Linked DNA regions of Mus musculus: regions 1, 2, 4 and 5 are each linked to region 3. The links are chromatin contacts, called in public HiChIP or PLAC-seq maps. All regions are on one chromosome and are shown on one strand. Each heading gives the region's core, a stretch centred on a gene start, on an enhancer-like site or on the middle of the called end of the contact. The rest is flanking DNA. Distances are from core to core; before and after follow the strand shown.

Region 1 (2,908 bases), core at 245-2,744, 650 kb before region 3:
TAGGACCATCACTCAATTGTGACAGTTCAAACAACTCTTAACACTGTGGAATGTCCTTTGGGGAACCATAGACTCTGTTGGAGGCTATGGACTTACCTCTGGTGACAGAAGCTGGAAGAATGATTTGATCAGGGGTGTGGGTTGCAGGTATATACTCAGAAGAGGTATCATGAGTTTTCAGAGTGCTAGAAAGTTCTGGAAGGTGATTGCACAGGAGATGCATAGGTGATAGTGCAATTGAACACTTATGATTTATAAACTTTATTCTATACAAAATGGATCTAAAATGAGTCTTGGGCATGGTATAACTAGCCTTGGGGTTCAGTTCTGATTCTACTTTATGACTTGGTTCTCTGTGTAAAGTGGGAGATACTAGAGAAGCCACCTCTCGGGGCTGCTGCTAAGATCCTTGAGAGTGAGTGCAGAACTTGTGAGATGCTCAGCAGACCCGAGTTTCATTCCTGGGACACACAATGTAGGCGAGCATTCACTCCTGACACTTGTCCTCTGATCTCCACAGTGTACGGCACTAGTACTAGTGCACAAAATAAATATATACAATTAGAAATTGAGTGTAAAATACTTAGGCTCTAAGCATCTTAGTGGGGTTGCTGTCTCTTCCTGTGTCTTGGTCTCCTCAGCTAGGTTTGCTTTCTGAGGTCTCTTAGGGTCTCTTAGTGTTGCTTTTTATAGCCATTTTCTTCTTTATTTTAATATTTATTTTTAACTATTGGTTATGATTGTCTGACTGCATGTATTTTGTGCATCATGAGTGTTTATGGTGCCTACAAAGTCCAGAGGAGGGAATGGGATACCCTGGAACAGGAGTTACAGACAGTTGTAAGCCCTCATATGGGTGTCAGGACCAGAACTTGGGTCCTTGCCCAGAATAGCAAATATTCTTAACCATGGAGCCAACTCTCCAGCCCCTAGAACCATTTCTTTTTCAGGCTCAAGGTGTCCAATGAGGCTAATTCTTTATGATCAACAAAATTTGTGATCAGAATTGTTGGGAGCATTGGCATAGATGAAGAGCTAAGGGGTTTCCAGAACATTCCATCCAGCCATTTTAGAGGTAGAAAAGAAGGGTGGTGAGGGCTATGGGGATTTCACCCAGCATGGGGCCACTTTGCAGTCTGGCCTTCCCCCCTCTCCCCCAAGGAGGCTATCTGATAGACCCTTGTGGTTCAGTCCCTGTTCTAATACTGGGCAGGGCTGGGATATGGAACTTCTTAACTGGAAAGGTGAAGTAGAATTTGGTTGTCAAAAGAAGTCTGAAGCAGAACACTGCTCCCTCTGAATCATCCCTTTTGTTAAGGATTAAAAAGAAAAAAGCCACCCCAAAGACATAACCCACCCTAGAGAGTAGAGGTAACTGGGCTTGTGGGAAAGGAGGAACAGCTGGCATCAGGTCAGAGGGTGGGGAAGGGAGGAGAGAGGATGTCCCACCCCTGTGGAGGACGCATAAAAGGCATGCACGGCAGGGAAGTGCCATAGTCTTCTCTTGGCCTTGGTCAAGTTCAGCTCCTGTCTGCTCTCTCTCTCTCACCTTCTTGCTCCCACCATGAGCTGCCGCTTCCAGAGTTCCTCCATGAGCTATGGAGGTGGTTTCGGAGCTGGTTCTTGCCAGCTTGGAGGAGGCCGTAATATCTCCTCCTGCTCATCTCGGTTTGTCACTGGAGGGTCAGCTGGAGGCTATGGAGGGGGCATGAGCTGTGGCTTTGGTGGAGGAGCTGGTGGTGGCTTTGGAGGTGGCTTTGGAGGTGGCTTTGGAGGTAGCTATGGCGGAGGTTTTGGCGGTGGCTTTGGTGACTTCGGAGGTGTCGATGGTGGCCTCCTCTCTGGCAACGAGAAGATCACCATGCAGAACCTCAATGACCGCCTGGCCAGCTACCTGGATAAGGTGCGCGCCTTGGAGGCAGCCAATGCCGACCTGGAGGTGAAGATTCGTGACTGGCATCTGAAACAGAGCCCAGCTAGTCCAGAGCGGGACTACAGTGCTTATTATAAGACCATCGAGGAGCTCCGGATCAAGGTGAGGCCTCTGATGCTAAGAAGTTTTCCTCAGGACAGGGCAGAGCCTCAGAGGCCAGGCCATGCAGTGTTACAGACGACCAGGTGTGGATGGAATCGACCTTCTTCTTGCAAGGGGAATATTGTAACTTTGTACTACCGAGAGTCTCCGCTACTGAAATTTTCTTATGCCATGACCCAAATGCATTCTCTCCCACACTTCATGTTTATTGGTGTCATGACTCCTGCCAAGTCTTTTTTTAATGGCTTCCTGAACTGTTACTTGTGACTCAGTTGCTATAACCTACGACTGACTTACTTGGAAATGTGACATTTTAAAAAAGTCACTGCAAACGGATAAACCGGATAAAGAAAAGATATCGTTGTTCACTGTTTATTTTGGAGAAACCCCATAGACTTATTCTCAGTGGGCAATGACTCAGAGGGTGTAAAGAGGCTGAGACTCAGGCTGGTACAGAGCCTGGAAGCCCTCAGTGTGGCCTGTCAATCACACTGCGACACCAACTTGTCAGAGCAGAAGTCTACTAGCCTGGGTCAGGCCCCAATTACACAAAGCAGGCTTTAAATGCTTACGCTGTAAATGTTCAGGCATTCAAGTGGATGCCTGAGTTCAAGAGAGTTGAGTGGATGGGTTTTCCTCTTTGCTTATCTGGGAGGTCAGCTCCAGGAGCATGGCCAGAATACATCTGGAGTCACACTGAGCCCCTTCTGATCTGAAGGGGGAAAGCTATCAAGACAGTGACTTAGGGAGTTGATAGCTCTGAGATACGACTACTGGAAGATGTTCTGAGTGGGTGGGGCCTCTGAAATGGCCATCATTGGTCTCTCCCACCCTGGTCTGATGGGGAATATTCAAGAGGAAAAGGAGAGAGTT
Region 2 (3,079 bases), core at 41-2,540, 750 kb before region 3:
TGCCTCTGATCTGTGGACCCATGGGAAATTCATGAGAAAGGCTGCCCCTACACAGATAAGGAAGCTGAGGTGTGTATTTGCTGGTTTTGCTTTATTATGATAAATCACAGGATGCTATGCAACTTCACAAAGCCATTTGTTTTGGCTCATGGCTTCAGAGGCTCAGAGTCCCATTGGCTCAGCCTCTGGTGATGACCTTCTTGTAGGTAGAATCCCAAAGTGGCATAGGGCATCACTTGATAGGACACACAGGAGTGCCAGTGCTTATCTGTTTATCTTGTCTCCTCTTTTTTTTCTTCTGTAGCCACCAGGATTCAATAATGACCTTATTTTAATGGATTCACTTTGCAAAGATGCCCCACCTCCCAACACTGTAGTTGGGTTTAAGTGTCCACCTTCCTGATACCATAGAAATAACTGCAGGAGTTGGGTTCCTGCCTAAGATCCTGGGGGAGAGAGGTGTCATGAACTGTATTCAAATCACAGCAAGGCCCAAGATAATCAAGAGGGGCTGGGAGGAGTAGTATTCTTGGGGCTCAGCAGTAGGTAAAACTCCTTGAAGATCAGGGGTGGCATTTTCCTTGCCCATTGCTACATTTTGCAAACATAAAACAGTTGCCTTTTAAGGCAAAATGGGAAGGAAATTCAGTTGGTAGAGTGCTTGCGCAGTATGCCCAAAGCTCTGGGTTCTGTTCTCCAATACCACACAAATCAGGACTCCAGTGGTGGAGGCAAGAGGATTAGAAGTCCAAGGTCACCTTGGCTTTGTGATTTGAGGTCAGCCTGGAGTACAGGAGACCCTATCTCAGCAAACACACCATGCACAGACACAAATAATACCCAGCGATATTAAGACAGAAATAGTGCCTTGATTCTAGGAGCTTCTCTTAGACAAGGGACCTGACAATCTACCTGGAAATGCCTGCTGATCCAAGTCCCATATCAGCCCTGGCTGCTTCTTGAGCTTCCCGGTCAGGATGGAGAGACTCACGGTGTACCTTGTCACTTGTCCAGTTTGAACACACCCTCAGATTCCTTATGCCTGAGTTAGTGTCAAGGTTTGTGAAACACTGTTTTAGATAATTGCTAAGACAATGGCTAGTGCAAGAGTTAATGATAGCCCGCAACTCTCCCCCGCTGATGCAAATCAATTAGTGGTTAGCGTGTGAGGTTTACTTTCTTTGGGCTTTTTGTTTCCAAGAGCTATAAAAAGTTCAGTGTTTCTTCCCAGTGTCTGAGAGAAGCAATTTCTTATGCTAGACCGCCCACTACTGTGGTTTAAGCCTCTGACGCTCTCTGAAGACAAACACAGAGGAAGCAGGCGAAGCTTGGTGTTTTGTTAGTCAACCAGCTACATTAGACTTTATCTAGCAAGTATGGGCGGGCTCCTTGGGCCATGGGTGGGGCTAAGCCGAGGAGCTTTGGTTAAAAGTCTGCTCTCTCAGGCTGTCATGGAACCTTCTCAGAGGAGTTTCTGTCAGGGAGGCTCATTGTATGGGCACAGGGTAGCCTCCATGGGAGGAAGATAATGCTGTAGAAGACAAGTACTGTTTTGAGTCCTGAGGGATGGCATTCTTGACCTGGCCCTTCCTCTACTGTTATCTGGGTTGCTATGGAGACAGACATAGGTGTAGCTCTACTCCCAACAGTTGAATGTTTCTGATGGGATCTTGTGCAGATAAAGGGGTGACAGGCAGATACCAGCACTTCTGGAGACTTCCTTTCCAATTTTACCTCTTGTTGACACATCTGGCCTCAAGGGTCCTTCTTCTTCCTCCAGTTATTAAGCTGTTACACATAAAGTGGATGCCTCTCTCCTTTCCTTCATTTCTCTATGGCAAAATAGAAAATATAAGAAAAACACTTTTCTATCTCTTAGTGCTCAGAGTTTTAAGTTCCCTTAGAGTATTTTCTAGCTGCATTATACATGGTATGTGTGGAAGATAATTTTTCAAATTGCACAAGTGCTACCTTTAATGTTAAGTTTATAGAAAGGTGGTGGTGGTGGTGGTGGGGTGCTGGAGAGATGGCTCAGCAGTTAAGAGAACTGGTTACTTTTCCAGAGTTCCTGAGTTCAATCCCCAGCAACCACATGGTGGCTCACAAGCATCTATAATGGGATCTGATGCCCTCTTCTGGTCTGTGTGGAGACAGCGACAGTGTACTCACATATAATAAGTAAATAAACAAATATTTAAAAGTTAATAGAAAAAAATAAGTGCCAAAGGATGTAGGAGCCAGGAGCTGTGGCACACCCACCACCCCAGCTACTCAGGAGGCTGAGGCAGGAGGATCACTTGAGCTCTAAGTTGTTTGCTTGGTTCATTGAGTTGGTTTGATGTTTTTGCTTTCTTTTTCTTTAGAGGGGCTGAGGATTGAACTGAGAGACTCATGCATGCTGAGCAAGCACTAGATCCAGTATTTGCCTGTTTGATTGATTGTTTTTAATCGGGGACTCACCGTGTAGCCCAAACTGGCCTTCAACTCAAGATTTTCCTACCTCTGCCTCTCAAATGCTGCAGTTACAAGAACCACGATACCTGTCTTTGCAGCCTTTTTAAATTTGGAAATTGATGTGGTATTCAATAAGTAAATTCCCCCTTTCCATCTTTAGTATTTTGGGGGACAAGGTGTCATGTAGTTGAGGCTAGCCTCAGACTCTGATCTGCTGGGGATGGCCTTGAACTCCTGAACCTCCTGCTTCCATCTCTTAAGTTTTGAGATTAGAGATGTGTATCATCCCGCCTCATTAGCTAATTCTTTAGTTTTTAAAATTTTTTATTTAATTTCTTTCTCTTTTCTGTTTTCTCTTTTATGGTGTGTGTGTGTGTGTGTGTGTGTGTGTGTGTGTGTGTGTGTGTATGTGTGTGTGTGTGTGTGTATTAATGAGGCTTATTAGCTAATTTGGGCTACACAGTGAAACTCTGGTTCCAAAACCCAATCAAACACTGAGTGCGGTACTTACTTAGCATATACGAGGCTCTTGCCTCAATCCTCAGAACAAAAATAAAACAAAACCACCAAAACCAAACCAGTTATCCAACCAAACAAAAACCCAGCCAAAACCAAAACCAAAAGC
Region 3 (2,730 bases), core at 170-2,669:
ATTTCTTATATAGAAATAACTAAAGCAGACGAGAAAATCGGAGTGTCTTAAATACAAAAATAGTATTTGCCCGATGACAGTAGCTGATTTATTTTACCATAGCTAAAAAGTACATTTTTATCCCATTGAGACTCAGAGGAACCTTTTGTTAACACTCAAATGGAACTTTCCAGAAGTCTTGGTTCAACAGAGACAGGTGAAGCATCAAAGAGAAAGAAGCTAAGGTTTGCCCTCCTCAGAAGCTGAGGTCTGCCCTCCTCAAAGACCATAGAGAATAAAGCCACTTCCCCTGTGTTTTCATAGCTGCCCTCTCTGCCCTGTCCCATGAGGGGACAAGCAGTGGTTGACTCTAGCCTGAACAGGAGAGAGAACGCCTGCTCCTCCCAGAGCATGCTGGGATGTCCAAGTGGATTCTTATCTTTGAGTTTCAATTGCTTCCGACTGTTTGCCTTCCTCATTCCACAGACGTTAATAATTTCCCTATAAATATTCATCGCTCTCAGTGTCACACAGATGGAGTTTCATCGCAGGGCGATCCATTTCAACACAGGCAGCCTCCACCTGGAGGGTAATACCATTCAAGGATGAGATGATCGTGACCCTCAATGACTCCCAGTTACATTAATCAGTTGTTAATACCTTGGGATTAAAAACTCCTTCATTCTGGGCTAGACTCTTACGATCTTTAATCAATAAATGCTTTTAGAAGTGGGAACAAAACACCCATGGAAGGAGTTACAGAAACAAAGTTTGGAGCTGAGATGAAAGGATGGACCATGTAGAGACTGCCATATCCAGGGATCCACCCCATAATCAGCATCCAAACGCTGACACCATTGCATATACTAGCAAGATTTTATCGAAAGGACCCAGATGTAGCTGTCTCTTGTGAGACTATGCCGGGGCCTAGCAAACACAGAAGTGGATGCTCACAGTCAGCTAATGGATGGATCACAGGGCTCCCAATGGAGGAGCTAGAGAAAGTACCCAAGGAGCTAAAGGGATCTTCAACCCTATAGGTGGAACAACATTATGAACTAACCAGTACCCCTGAGCTCTTGACTCTAGCTGCATATGTATCAAAAGATGGCCTAGTCGGCCATCACTGGAAAGAGAGGCCCAATGGACACGCTGACTTTGTGTGCCCCGGTACAGGGGAACGCCAGGGCCAAAGGGGGGGAGTGGGTGGGTAGGGGAGTGGGGGTGGGTGGGTAAGGGGGACTTTTGGTATAGCATTGGAAATGTAAATGAGCTAAATACCTAATAAAAAATGGAAAAAAAAAATTGAACCTTGAAAAAAAAAAAAAAAAAAAAAAAAAAAAAGATTGGGGGGGGGGGTTAGCATATGCCCTGGAGTGTTCGTGTTTCCTGGGCATGCTGATTTCCTGACTCGACAACGTGTCTGAGTTCATTCCTGGATGTGACTCATCCCTTCTCACTTACTATCTCATCACCACTGCCTGTCACATCTTTTTAAGGAGGATTAGAACATTTCCAGAACTTTCCGTTGAGATCATTTAAAAAGGAAAAGAACATGCCCCTGCTGTAAGGTAATGGGCTGGTTTAACTCAGTTGAGTTTTCTCTACCATCTCTGTGCATGGCTCTGTGTGTCTACATCAGTTTAATCATCCCAGCACTCACCAAAAATCTCCCTCTGAATTTTAAATGAGAATTCATCTAATGAAATTATGAATCATTTCAAGAAGACTACCGGTCTATGCTAGTTTCAAGATACATGTATACAACACAACCCAACACTCATACACATGACATAAAAATATATACATACTAGAAAAATATTAATAACTAACCATGGCTGGGAGGGTGACTCATTTGGTAAAGCACTTGCCTTGCAAGCACAAGAGCCTGAGTCCAGCACTCATAAAAATTCCAAGTGCGGTAGCACATGCTTGTGGGGAAGAAGAGAGTGTAGGATTCCAGGGCCTCTGAGTCTAGCTAAACTAAGCCTCATTCGTGAGCTCTAGGCCAGTGAGAGATCCCACCTCAAAAGCTGTGTACGGTGTTCCTGAGGATGTCTTCCGTTGCTCTCCAGTGTCCACACACGTGTGCATAACCAAACACACAAGCACACCTGCTTGTACGCATGTGCCCAGACCCAGATGATTGTGGGTGTGCATATGCACATATGTGTACCTTTAAAAGCCTGTGAGCCCTTCATCTATGTTACACATTGACTTCGTGTAACACGGCCATAGCCATGCACGACTTCATTGTCTGCACTTTGCAATCTATGAAACCGAGGCTCAGATGGAGCACGTTGACGTGCCTGGGATCCCTTAGTCATAAAATGGTGGCTCCTGAATTTGTGCCCAATGTGCTTCTGCTTTATGCCACAAGAGTCACAAACGATTTCCAAAGAGTTGTGAAAAAAAAAACTAAACATGCATCATGCAGTTTAATGGACATTTGCTAAATGTGTTTTTTTTTTTATCTGAAATGTGAAGCCAGGATGGGAAATCTGAGTTTTCAGATTTGAAGGCAGCTGGACTCCCATATTCCAGTGGTGATCAGACCTGATCTTATTGACATCGTACCAGCACTGTATGTGTGAGTCGGATAATCAGGACCAAAGAGTGACAGGATATTATAACCGTCTCACTACCCAAAACTTGAAGCATTCATGCAATGCTGTCTACAGACACGATCTCTTAACCTGAAATTAACAGCCCCTAAAATTGCATCCATTCTTACTAGGGAAACTGACTTCC
Region 4 (2,807 bases), core at 167-2,666, 670 kb before region 3:
CATGTGTATATGTGTGTGCGTGTGTGTATGTATGTAAAAGTACTGTTGCTACCTTCTTCCTAGAGAGGATGGTGGCTAGAAGACAGTGCTGGGTTTTAGAAGATCAAATTCTTTATATAGTCATAGAAAACCCTGCTGATAATGTGAAGACAAGAGGACTGACTTTGAACACTCTTCATTTCACAGGGGGAAACTGAGGCCTTTGAGCTAGGAAGTGGTTGGCCCATCTCCCTGTTCCCAATCCCCCTCTCAGGACACACAGGGTTTCTGTCCTCAGACAGAGACAGCTCTGACAAAAAAGAAGGTACTGCGGGCCACCACTAAGGACTGTTGAGATGGGGTGGTCAGGAATTTCGGGGTGAAGCTATCGAAGTACCCCTATAGTGGGTATCAGGGGGTCCGGCCCAAGGGAAAGATCCAGAAAGATCTGGAATTGTTGCACTGCAGGCTGGGAGTGGAGAAGGGCTCCTTCCATTATGAAGATGTCCCACTCTGTGCTGCTGACTTTAGCTCACTCTCTCCTTCACCTCTGCTCTAGGAGGGTTCTGAGGTCCCCTGGATTCAGCCTGCAGCCTTTTAATACCTCCTCAGGACTGCTCAAGGGGGACAGCTTCTGTGCCATTTCTGTCTCTGGGTGGAAGGTGCCAAATGCCTTATGGGCAGGTGATCTGCCTCAGCCAGGCTGAGAGTCCTCATCTCCGGCTTATTAAAGAAACTCAATTAGAGGTCTTGTTAAGTGCGTCTTGAGACTTGGGCAGGGAAGGGTGGAGGTGTCTTGGTGGGGGTGAGGGTCGAGTTTCTGAGCTGGGTCAGCCATGCTTCAGATTGAGCATTTAGCAGGAGTGTAAAGAAGCCACTTTGGTGGCCTAGTGTTCCCTGCAGCTGTACCTATTGCCACCTAGGACATTGTGGCAGCAGGGTGGGGCAACCTTGTCTCAGAAAGTCAGGAAGCCTGGAGCTTAACTGCACGAATTATTATCACAAGGAGGGAGGGATTTATTAACATTATTCCAGAGGGGGCACTCTCAGAGTAAGTCACTGAGTTGGGGCTCAGAGGGGTGTGATTTCTAAGGGTGTCAAATTCCTGGAGGTTTTAAAGGGCCAGAGTGATATCGTCACTCCGGAAGTTAGAGTTGTCTAAGCCTGTGTAGTAAGGGGCTGAAGGGCCAGAAAAGGGACGTGACATGTTGGCAGTAGCTTTGGAGTGGGCTGGGGCGGGGCAGCTCTGGGAAGGACTGAGACCTCTGGCTCCTGGGAGGGGAGAGGTAGGAGCAGAATCGCCAGGAATTGACCAATGGGGAAAGAGCCCATATTTGCACTCTGGGAGCTTGGAAATTTCTGATACCCGCCCCTTCAACATCTCCATCCCCCTTCCCGCCCCGGGCATAAAAAGCCACAGGTGAGGGCCTTGTCACTCCTCCTGCGGCCAGCAGTTCTCAGACCTGCGTCCCTTTTTCCTTCGCTCTGGTCTCCCTCCTCATCATGACTTCCTATAGCTATCGCCAGACCTCAGCTATGTCTTCCTTTGGGGGTACGGGCGGGGGTTCAGTACGCATTGGGTCAGGGGGTGTTTTCCGCGCACCCAGCATCCACGGGGGCTCAGGTGGCCGCGGCGTGTCCGTGTCCTCCACCCGCTTCGTGACCTCGTCCTCCGGGAGCTATGGCGGAGTCCGCGGTGGAAGTTTTAGTGGGACCCTGGCTGTGTCTGATGGGCTGCTGTCTGGCAATGAGAAGATCACCATGCAAAACCTCAATGATCGTCTCGCCTCCTACTTGGACAAGGTGCGCGCCCTAGAGCAGGCCAATGGCGAGCTGGAGGTGAAGATCCGCGACTGGTACCAGAAGCAGGGACCCGGACCCTCCCGAGATTACAACCACTACTTTAAGACCATCGAGGACTTGCGCGACAAGGTGGGTAGCGGCCAGGCCCTGGGAGGTGCACCTGTTGGGGTGGTGCGGCAGGGCGGGGAGGTTGTGGAAACTCAGCCCGCGGGTGGACAAGCCCGTTACTACGGGCCGGGCAGGAACCCGCAGGGTGGGGCACAAAGTCTGGGCTGGACCCTGGGATTCGAGTGGAGGCGGGGTGGAAGGGAACTGAGACAGGTTAAGTGGGTGGGGCTTTCGGAAGCGGTGGGGACCTGCTTGGATAGTCAGGGATATCTATCCAAAGAGAGCATTTAACACAGCTTTGGGCTGCCCAGAGATGAAGATACCGAGCCGCAGCCTCAGCTGGGGGTGGGGTGTTGGGGAGGGCTGGGGAGCTGCCGGATATTAGTCTGTAGGCTCAGAGGTCACCTGAGCCTGTGGCCCTCTTCTGGGACTCTTGAGCATTGCTTTCTCCAGTTGTGTGGGTTGTTCCTGTCTGGTTTTCTTTACAGCAGCTGTCCTCTCACTCTCCTCCTCTCCAGCCCAGGGGACCACCTAGGCTCACACGGAGCTACGAGAAGAATGTAAAACCTGGGGGCTGCACAGTAAAACCAGATCTTAAAAAAAAAAACTTCCAGTGAGGTGTGGTAGCTCAGGCCTGTAATCCCAGGAGCAGGTGGATGAGTTCATAGCTATGCCCAGCTACAGTTAACTTGAATCTAGTCAGGGCTACATGAGTCTCTAGGCTCCCACCCGGCCGTCAAACAGCCCGAACAGACAGACAGACAGACAGACAGACAGACAGACAGACAACAACTCTAACACGAAACAAAAGAAAAATAAAAACAATTATTTTAGTAAGTAAGAGGGAGGTGGAAGTCTTGACCCTCTGCTTCTGTGGACCTCTCTCCTGGAGTCCCCCGGTCCAGGGAAGACAACCT
Region 5 (2,828 bases), core at 176-2,675, 780 kb before region 3:
GGTTGACTCCCATCACTCTCGTGTTCTTCCTCAGTCCTTGTCACCTACAAGGTTAATCCAAGGATCAAGAAATGATGTGAATTTGAGAGGGGCAGAGAGAGATTCTTGATGGTGAAGAGTCTAATGTTCCGGGAACCTACTGAGCCTCTGTCACCTGTAGATTGGTGTTGGGAACAACACCCACCATGGGCCTGCTTCTGAGAAGTGTGTAGCAAGCATGACAGGTATTCCTTACCAGTGCAAAGCCCTGTGCACACTGGGCGAACAAAGATACCACGCCCAGCTTGAGCAGTTCCTGGGCAAGATGGTTTCCACATGGGAACTCTGAGACCATGAAGGGGCAGAGTGGGGGTAGGGCTGTTGACAGACAGACAGTATTAGAAGCAAGATAGAATTCCCTTCTACTGAATCCACAGCAGAGCAAGGGGGTGTCCCTGAGTGGGTGAGGGCAGGAGGTGGCATGGAGGAGCTGTGGCTGGGCATTCTCTTAGTGCAGGGGTTTTACGTTAGGAGTCAGAATGTAAAGGTTGGATCGAAAAGCAGCAAGGTTGCAGAGGGAGGATGGAGAGGCTGACCACAGGGAAAGGGTCCTGCAGGCATGCTTCTTTGTGACTTGTATGTGTCCTAAAAGAACTGAGGCCCAGAAGGATGACAAGGTCCTCTGTACTGGGCAGTGAGTGAGAGGCAGTGGGTCTGTGGCAGCATAGTGTGTGGATGCTATGGTGGACACCACTCTGGACATCCTGGTGTCTCAAAGGCAGCTTCCAAATGCAAACTAGATCCTATGGGAATGGAAACCTCTGATTTTTTAGAACTAGAAAGGACTGCAGCTACCCAGCCCAGACTTGTCCCTGTGGAGGGAGAGCAGGCACAGAGAGGGGAGGTGAAAGACTTCAGGATCCCTGTTGAACAACCTAGGTCTACCACGTGCCTTGTAGGATTCATACGACAGTATCCAACTTTGGGATGACATCAGTGAGACTCTAGCCACCAAAGGTTCTCACTGTGGGGCAGGGACTGGTTGACTCACAGCCTGAGGACGCGCCTGCCAGAGGTTGCCTGCACCTAGGGCTCCTTGTTGCTCTCCCCTCAGGCTCCTGGAACAGAAGCCCATTTCTGACTACACAACGTGAGTCAGTAGTGACTTGAATTTGTGTGTTTTTCTCTTGGCCCCACACCCACAGATCTGGGCAGGAACTCTGAGCCAGCAATGGAAGAGAGAGAGTCCACCCTGGGCTGAACAACCCAGAATAGGGTGTTAGACAGGACTGACTGAGGAAATCCCCAGGGGAACTGGAGTCAGCAGTTGGAGGTCCCGCCTTCCCCTGGTGCATATAAAAGAACCTGGAGTCTGAGGCACCCTCAGCATCTGCAGCCTCCACTGAGCAGTTCTCTCTTCTCCCTGCTCACTTGCCCACACTCTCCAGTTCCTCAGCATGGCCACCTGCAGCCGCCAGTTCACCTCCTCCAGCTCCATGAAGGGCTCCTGTGGCATCGGTGGTGGCTCTAGCCGCATGTCCTCCATCCTGGCTGGAGGATCCTGCCGGGCTCCCAGCACCTGCGGGGGCATGTCAGTTACCTCCTCTCGCTTCTCCTCTGGGGGAGTCTGTGGGATTGGAGGTGGCTATGGTGGGAGCTTCAGCAGCAGCAGTTTTGGTGGAGGACTTGGTAGTGGATTTGGTGGTCGATTTGATGGATTTGGTGGTGGTTTTGGTGCTGGTCTTGGTGGTGGTCTTGGCGGTGGTATTGGTGATGGGCTCCTGGTGGGCAGTGAGAAAGTGACCATGCAGAACCTCAATGACCGCCTGGCCACCTACCTGGACAAGGTGCGTGCCCTGGAAGAGGCCAACAGAGACCTGGAGGTGAAGATCCGGGACTGGTACCAGAGGCAGCGGCCCACTGAGATCAAAGACTACAGCCCCTACTTCAAGACCATTGAGGACCTGAAGAGCAAGGTGGGTGGCTCTGGTGGATGAGAGGTTAGAACTACAGTGGCCTTTAGCAAAGACAGTTTTAGAGAGGCTAATACATAGGCAAGAAGACTAAAGACCTTTGGAGGTTAATGGTCATACTTATCCAGAGCAGGGGCTGAGGGTCCTTTAAGAACATCCATGCCTCAGGTGGACCTGGGACCCTGACTCTTAATCTCCTGGAGGATACTTTATGCTGCAAGCTTAGCTCCTTAACTCTGTGCCCAGGATAGGGGTGATGGTAGACATGAGTGCACGTGCATATAACTTGAGCTGTGTAGAGAAGTATGTAATCAGCTGTTGGAAGCTTTAGGAGCTGGCCTGCTGGGCTTGGGGTGGCTCCTTTTGCTCTTCTCTGTCCTTGAGTCGTAGGGTCTCTGGGTGATCTGACTTCGCATCTTTTCATTTTCTCTCTAGATCATTATTGCCACCCAGGAGAATGCACAGTTCACTTTGCAGATTGACAATGCCAGGCTGGCAGCTGATGACTTCAGGACCAAGTGAGCAGCCAAAATGCTGGGCAGAGGGCAGAGGGCAGAGGGCAGAGGGCAGAGGGCAGAGGGCAGAGGGCAGAGGGCAGAGGGCAGAGGCCAGGGACACAGTAGGTCCATCTTCAGCTTTGACTTCTCTCCTTCCAGGTACGAGAATGAGCTGTTCTTGCGGCAGTCCGTGGAGGGTGACATCAATGGCCTGCGCAAGGTGCTAGATGAGCTGACCCTGTCCAGAGCTGACCTGGAAATGCAGATTGAAAACCTCAGAGAAGAGCTGGCCTTCCTGAAGAAGAACCATGAGGAGGTGTGGCTCCTGCTGGGTTTGGGGATGGAGGGCTGGTGTGGTGAGTTTCCCAGGAGATGTGAC

What was found. HiChIP or PLAC-seq counts read pairs in DNA pulled down with a chosen protein or histone mark.
Region 1: an HNF4G HiChIP or PLAC-seq map of pancreatic cancer cells shows a contact between it and region 3. The contact joins the promoter of Krt13 here to the enhancer-like site in region 3. A contact is called at or near these places in 6 of 39 promoter capture datasets (embryonic stem cells, liver and second pharyngeal arch cranial neural crest), 3 of 15 datasets of contacts at CTCF or cohesin (the NIH/3T3 cell line, embryonic stem cells and large pre-B cells), 3 of 115 datasets of contacts at active chromatin or transcription factors (differentiating embryonic stem cells, kidney and pancreatic cancer cells) and 3 of 9 other capture datasets (adipose tissue, embryonic stem cells and macrophages).
Region 2: a contact with region 3 is called in a FOXA1 HiChIP or PLAC-seq map of pancreatic cancer cells. The contact joins two enhancer-like sites. A contact is called at or near these places in 4 of 39 promoter capture datasets (3T3-L1-derived adipocytes, the C10 cell line, cranial neural crest and 1 more), 3 of 15 datasets of contacts at CTCF or cohesin (the NIH/3T3 cell line, embryonic stem cells and large pre-B cells), 2 of 484 Hi-C or Micro-C datasets (embryonic stem cells and nephron progenitors), 2 of 115 datasets of contacts at active chromatin or transcription factors (astrocytes and pancreatic cancer cells) and 1 of 9 other capture datasets (embryonic stem cells).
Region 4: a contact with region 3 is called in an HNF4G HiChIP or PLAC-seq map of pancreatic cancer cells. The contact joins the promoter of Krt19 here to the enhancer-like site in region 3. A contact is called at or near these places in 25 of 39 promoter capture datasets (the 3T3-L1 cell line, 3T3-L1-derived adipocytes, the C10 cell line and 15 more), 3 of 15 datasets of contacts at CTCF or cohesin (the NIH/3T3 cell line and large pre-B cells), 5 of 484 Hi-C or Micro-C datasets (adipose-derived mesenchymal stem cells, embryonic fibroblasts, forebrain neurons and 2 more), 9 of 115 datasets of contacts at active chromatin or transcription factors (craniofacial prominence, embryonic fibroblasts, embryonic limb bud and 5 more) and 4 of 9 other capture datasets (adipose tissue, embryonic stem cells, liver and 1 more).
Region 5: a contact with region 3 is called in a CTCF HiChIP or PLAC-seq map of the NIH/3T3 cell line, with 5 read pairs. The contact joins the promoter of Krt16 here to the enhancer-like site in region 3. A contact is called at or near these places in 21 of 39 promoter capture datasets (the 3T3-L1 cell line, 3T3-L1-derived adipocytes, the C10 cell line and 13 more), 2 of 15 datasets of contacts at CTCF or cohesin (both in the NIH/3T3 cell line), 1 of 115 datasets of contacts at active chromatin or transcription factors (embryonic stem cells) and 3 of 9 other capture datasets (liver, macrophages and pancreatic islet).

Annotation. Positions count from the first base shown.
Region 1 is chr11:100,120,152-100,123,059 of GRCm38.p6, reverse strand. It overlaps Krt13 (keratin 13), which reads left to right and starts at 1,494. Exons shown (of 8, transcript NM_010662.2): 1 at 1,494-2,035. The coding sequence starts at 1,565.
Region 2 is chr11:100,220,137-100,223,215 of GRCm38.p6, reverse strand. No RefSeq gene overlaps it. Among named protein-coding and RNA genes, the nearest start is that of Krt14, 14 kb to the right of the region's middle. Within about 2 kb of position 1,290, at least 10 of the 459 cell types and tissues checked have an H3K27ac peak or open chromatin away from gene starts, as enhancers often do. A contact at or near this core is called in pancreatic cancer cells, where this site is marked.
Region 3 is chr11:99,471,295-99,474,024 of GRCm38.p6, reverse strand. No RefSeq gene overlaps it. Among named protein-coding and RNA genes, the nearest start is that of Krt23, 20 kb to the left of the region's middle. Within about 2 kb of position 1,419, at least 45 of the 459 cell types and tissues checked have an H3K27ac peak or open chromatin away from gene starts, as enhancers often do. A contact at or near this core is called in the NIH/3T3 cell line, the SN4741 cell line, adipose-derived mesenchymal stem cells and 4 more, where this site is marked.
Region 4 is chr11:100,144,535-100,147,341 of GRCm38.p6, reverse strand. It overlaps Krt19 (keratin 19), which reads left to right and starts at 1,416. Exons shown (of 6, transcript NM_008471.3): 1 at 1,416-1,911. The coding sequence starts at 1,483.
Region 5 is chr11:100,247,499-100,250,326 of GRCm38.p6, reverse strand. It overlaps Krt16 (keratin 16), which reads left to right and starts at 1,425. Exons shown (of 8, transcript NM_008470.1): 1 at 1,425-1,955; 2 at 2,388-2,470; 3 at 2,609-2,765. The coding sequence starts at 1,437.